Regions from separate parts of the Mus musculus genome. Here region 2 is linked to region 1. A link is a contact called in public Hi-C data. All regions are on one chromosome and are shown on one strand. The core of a region is the stretch at or near the end of the contact, and the rest is flanking DNA. Distances in the headings are between cores, read along the strand shown.

Region 1 (2,869 bases), core at 29-2,528:
AGCCGCCGACTCCGCCGCTGCCCGCCCCTTGTGACCGGAGCGGCTGCCGCTACACCCAAGCGACCCGCGCTAAGAGAAATGGCCGACCAGTAAGCACCCTTCTGTGTAAAGTTTTGTTGACTGGCACAGAAATTTACCTTTTTGTTCATTTTAGGGAAAAATCAGTTCTTTCCCTGAATCTTGTTTTTTGGTTAGGCTGACAGCAGGGCTTGTTGTGTGTTCTCTGAGGGCGTTGTTCGCTTGTATCAGATAACCAAATTCCTGGCTGTCTAATTTGGAGCACTGCAAGAATGCTCTTGAGGGTTTTGAGCTATTGCAGAATTCACAGTCTAGGGGCTTGAGCTGAGGATCATGCATCCATGCTCTTAGCCACTGAGATCTTTATCCAGCTCCCATACTATGCACCTCTTCCTAAAAGTATAATATTTAAAGCTGGCATTGCTGACATGCACCTGCAATTCTAGCATTTGGGAGGTTACAGCAGTAGGGCACAGAATTGAGACAAGCCTAGGCTATGTGAGACTGTCTCAAAAATACAGTTCTGTTTTCAGACTGATCTGTCTAAAGCCATAAGTTTTGTTGGAGATCCAAGGCCTCGGGCATGCTGGTCAAGTGTTCTCCTACTTAGCCATACTCCTAGTTCACTACTATGAAATTTTAATGAAATGAAACATGAGAAAAGCCTTTGGTGACTTTTGATATACTATTTCTTTTTATTTCCTTAGAAAGGCAAAGAATTCCTTAGATAAGTCAATCCCCAACATAAGACTGTTTTAAATAGGTTGCAGTACAAATGTTAGCAGATAAAAGATTGATAACTTTTTCTTGATTTAGAACTTCTTCAAATTGTTGAAGTACATTTTTGGCTTCACTCAGAATAAACTTTTTGGCTTTGCTATTATCTTAACAGTAATGGAGAAAATATTTAAGTGGAAGCTCAAATATTGATAACATATAGAGAGGAAAGATCCAAAGTTACTTGCTCTAAACTTGGGCTAATTGTACTTGAAAACTTACACTAGGAACTCTTCTTTGAGGAAAGAAAGTACCAGATAATCAGAAAGTTACTGAAATGTTCCCTTAGTGGCACAGCTGAAGGGGTTTACATAGGAAGCAGTTGTAAAAACAGACTGGATGAGGTGTAGGTGACAGGGAGTGAGTACTCAGAGTGTGAGGACTCACACTGGTCGGAGGCTTACTACATCATGTGAAATGAAGCTGTTACTATTTCCCACTGAAGACTTCTCAGTAAGGGGAAGCTTAGCTGTGGGTTAGACAGTGTGGCTTTAAAGCATAGCTCTGCAATGTCATGTAGAAGCTTCTAGGTAAATGAGGAAGTCTCTGACCTTCCCTAGGCCTCAGTTTTCTCAAGTACAAGATGGGGATGATAATATCTCATAGATTTTGGAAATCAGATGAATCCATGTATGCAAAGTGTGATTGTGAGGCCAGGTACCCCAGTGCTTGTAAAATACCTAGGTGTGGGTTGGAGAGATGGCTCAGCGGTTAAGAGCACTGACTGCTCTTTCCAAAGTCCTGAGTTCAAATCCCAGCAACCACATGGTGGCTCACAACCACCCGTAATGAGATCTGACACTCTGTTCTGAAGACAGCTACAGTGTACTTACATATAATAATAAATATATCTTAAAAAACAAAACAAAACAAAACCTAAGGCTGGGCGTGGTGGTGCACGCCTTAATCCCAGTACTCGGGAGGCAGAGACAGGCGGATTTCTGAGTTCGAGGCCAGCCTGGTCTACAAAGTGAGTTCCAGGACAGCCAGGGCTATACAGAGAAACCCTGTCTCGAAAAAACAAAAACCAAAAACCAAACAAACAACAAAAAAAACCTAGTTGCTGGACTGCTCAGACATGGCAAGTTGAGACTAGAAACCACTGTGGGGCACACTGTTAAAACTGCACTGGAAAGACAGGATGAAGATTATGAGTGTGAGGCTTGAGGCTAATTCTGTCTCAAAGGGGGAAAATTATATCATGACTAAATATACGGGGATTAGATAGACAGTGAACATGATTGAATTCTATTCTTTGGGAATGATGCTATGATTTTTAGGAAAAGTAGGTGAGGATTGGATTACAGCACTACCAATAAACAACAAGTCCATGTGTATCCACTTGAGAAGGTTCATATCTGTGGTAGAGCAACTCTTACTTGACTTTTTAAAGTCATTAAAGTGAATTAATTTGTATATACGCTGTAAATAATTTGCCCAATGAAGAGAGAAATTAGGAACTGCAGAAGCAGTGCGTGTAAGCCAGAGAAAGGAAAGTGGTGTCTGAGAGAGACTGGCAAAAAACAGGACTGAGGGGATGTTCTGTTCTGTTGGCGCCGGGAACAGACTAGTCTTCAGGGCTCAGGGTTGGTAGGGTGCTATCTGTTGAAGAGTGTCTAGAATGGGTGGTCTTAGTGATGGGTATGTTGTGTCTGAGTTGTGGTGAGTCACAGAAATAGGACCTCATAGAGTTCTTGTCTCTGTTACCCTCCATGATGGCAGAACATTGTTGAGAGGAATTCTGAATAGGTGGGACTTTTAGAGATGACGGTCACCACGGATCAAGCCTTCCTGTTCTTTGGCTATCTTCTTGCCTTCAGATAACACTGATACTAAACATGTGGGCTGTTTGTAACCTGCTTTAAACAAAACCTATATTTATAGCTTAGTCTGTGAAGTGACTGAATATGTTCATTTAGGAAGCCAGAAAGCATGCTTAGAATAAAGAAGGGCTGTGGAGAGGACTCCCCAGGCAGAGGGTTTGCATGAGGACTGGAGTTCAGATCTCCAGTGCCCATGTGAAACTCGTGTAGCTGTTGTGGAGGCTTGCTGTAATCCTAGCATGGGGATGTAG
Region 2 (2,993 bases), core at 254-2,753, 570 kb after region 1:
TGCAAAATACATTCAGTCCAACTTCAAAGGTCCCCATAGTCTTATAGTATTATCAACAATGTTAAAAGTCCAAAGTTCATGGTCTCTTCTGAGATTCATTTAATCACTTAACTGCAATCCCCAAAGCAGGACAGGAAACCACCTGGGCAAACTCCAAACTCTGCATCTCCATGTTTGATTTCAAGGCAGTCTTCACATCTCCAACTTCCTTTTTCATCTTTGTCGACTGCAACAAACTTTCTCTTGGGCTGGTTCCACTCCTTGTTAGCAACATACCTCAGAAGATAGCCCACCGCTCTGGCATCGCAAACATTTCTGGGTCTCCAAGGCAACTTCAATGTTACAGCTTTTTGTTTCAGTGTCTGGGATCCACATGTGAACTTCTGGGCTCCTCCAGCTCTGCCCTCTGTAGCACTCGAAGCTCAAGTTGATCTATTCCACTGCTGCTGCTGTTCTTGGTGATCATCTCATGGTACTGGCATCTCCATACACTGGGGTCTTCTGCTGCAACTAGGCTTTACCAGAGGCTCTCTCATGGTGCCAAGCCTCAGCTCCTTTGCATGACCCTTTCAGTCCTGGGCCATCAACTGCAAGGTGAGGCTACACCTTCACCAGTGGCCTTCCATGGCCTCTCACAGTGCCAAGCCTCAGCTGCTCTTGATGACCCCTTCGTGCCTTCAAAACCAGTACCACCTGGGTGACTTTTACACATTATCAAGATCAGCGGCAGCACAAGGTACAACCTTGGCTATCTCTGGAACACAGCTTTGTGCTCTCAGAAAACACTTCCCAGAAGACTCCACCTCAGTCATGCTGGTCTCTTCTTCTTTTCTTCTTCTTTCTTCTTCTTTCTTCTTCTTTCTTCTTCTTTCTTCTTCCTCCTCCTTCCTCCTCCTTCCTCCTTCTTCCTCCTCCTCCTCCTCCTTCTTCTTCTTCTTCTCCTTTTCTCCTCCTCCTCCTTCTTCTCCTTCTTCTTCTCCTTCTTCTTCTCCTCCTCCTCCTTCTTCTTCTCCTCCTCTTCCTCCTTCTTCTTCTTCTTTTTTTTTTTTTTTGGTTTTTCAAGACAGGGTTTCTCTGTGTAGCCCTGGCTGTCCTGGAACTCACTCTGTAGACCAGACTGGCCTTGAACTCAGAAATCCGCCTGCCTCTGCCTCCCCAGTGCTGGGATTACAGGAGTGCACCACCACACCCGGCACCTTCTTCTTTTTTTTCCGAGACAGGGTTTCTCTGTGTAGCCCTGGCTGTCCTGGAGCTCACTCTGTAGACCAGGCTAGCCTCGAGCTCAGAAATCTGCCTGCCTCTGCCTCCTGAGTGCTGGGATTAAAGGCATGCACCACCATGCCGGGCGCTGGTCTCTTCTTAATCACCACTAATTTCTTAGCTCCAGCTAACCAGCATCAATGGTCCTATTAGTCCCTTCTATTTTTCACTCTAAAGCCAGAGCCACATGGCTGAAGCTGCCGAGTTCTGCTGCTTGCAGGATCTGGAGCATGGCCCCTTGTTCTATTACATCACTAGCTTCCTCTTTTCCAACTTCTTCACTGCCTAAGCTTGGCTGTTGTGGATCTTGCTCTATAGATTGACCTCGAATTCAGAGATCTGCATGCCTGTCTCCTGGGATTAAAGGTGCGTAGCACCTTGCCTGGATCTAAGTTTAGCTGGCTAAGATCTTCCCCCAAAGCCCCACTCCCTTATTTGTTATCTCCTTGAGCACAGGACTCAGCTCCATTTCACTCCCTGGTGCCCCTTTAGTATTCGAGCCATATATTTTATATTTTTCCTTTCTCAGCTTGCTATGCTTGTTTAAAATATTCTTCATGAAACTTAACCAGATAACAAAGTCCATAGACTTTGAGAGTTTCTGAGGCTTCCTTTGTCAATGCAATTAATCCAAGTCTCTTTACCTTAGCCTCAGGTGCACTCTTCAGACAAGGACAAAAGCAGCCACATTCTTCACCAAAATACCACAGATACAGTCTCTAGGGCACACATTGAAGTTCTTCTCCACTGAAACCTCTTGGGCCATGTCTGCACAGTTCAAATCACTCACAGCAACAAAGTCTTCCATATTCCTACTAGGATAGATAGCTAATTAAGCCCCACTTAAAACATTCCATGGCTTTCCAAATCCAGAGTCTCCCAAATCCACATTCTTTCAAACAAAAACATGGCCAGGTCTATCACAGCAATACCCCAGTCCCTAGTACCAACTTCTGTCTTAGTTTGGGTTTTATTGCTGTTAACAGACACCATGACCAAGGCAACTCTTTTTTTTTTTTTAATATTTTTTATTAGGTATTTTTCTCATTTACATTTCCAATGCTATCCCAAAAGTCCCCCATACCCTCCCCCCCACTCCCCTACCCACCCACTCCCACTTTTTGGCCCTGGCGTTCCCCTGTTCTGGGGCATATAAAGTTTGCAAGTCCAATGGGCCTCTCTTTCCATTGATGGCGACTAGGTCATCTTTTGATACATATGCGGCTAGAGTCAAGAGCTCCGGGGTACTGGTTAGTTCATAATGTTGTTCCACCTATAGGGTTGCAGATCCCTTTAGCTCCTTGGGTACTTTCTCTAGCTCCTCCATTGGGGGCCCTGTGATCCATCCAATAGCTGACTGTGAGCATCCACTTCTGTGTTTGCTAGGCCCCGGCATAGTCTCAGAAGAGACAGCTATATCTGGGTCCTTTCAGCAAAATCTTGTTAGTGTATGCAATGGTGTCAGCGTTTGGAAGCTGATTATGGGATGGATCCCCGGATATGGCAGTCTCTAGATGGTCCATCCTTTCATCACAGCTCCAAACTTTGTCTCTGTAACTCCTTCCATGGGTGTTTTGTTCCCAATTCTAAGAAGGGGCAAAGTGTCCACACTTTGGTCTTCGTTCTTCTTGAGTTTCATGCGTTTAACAAATTGTATCTTATATCTTGGGTATCCTAAGTTTCTGGGCTAATATCCACTTATCCGTGAGTACATATTATGTGAATTCCTTTGT

The links. Hi-C and Micro-C count contacts between places; a contact is called where the count stands out from the background.
Region 2: a contact with region 1 is called in a Hi-C map of bone marrow-derived macrophages, with 11 read pairs. The contact joins two enhancer-like sites. A contact is called at or near these places in 1 of 39 promoter capture datasets (cranial neural crest) and 1 of 484 Hi-C or Micro-C datasets (bone marrow-derived macrophages).

What each region holds. Positions count from the first base shown.
Region 1 is chr4:150,315,468-150,318,336 of GRCm38.p6, forward strand. The region is part of intron 1 of Rere (arginine glutamic acid dipeptide (RE) repeats); the gene reads left to right. It also overlaps the pseudogene Gm13092. Among named protein-coding and RNA genes, the nearest start is that of Rere, 35 kb to the left of the region's middle. Within about 2 kb of position 1,279, at least 32 of the 459 cell types and tissues checked have an H3K27ac peak or open chromatin away from gene starts, as enhancers often do. A contact at or near this core is called in bone marrow-derived macrophages, where this site is marked.
Region 2 is chr4:150,881,313-150,884,305 of GRCm38.p6, forward strand. No RefSeq gene overlaps it. Among named protein-coding and RNA genes, the nearest start is that of Park7, 27 kb to the right of the region's middle. Within about 2 kb of position 1,504, at least 6 of the 459 cell types and tissues checked have an H3K27ac peak or open chromatin away from gene starts, as enhancers often do. A contact at or near this core is called in bone marrow-derived macrophages, where this site is marked.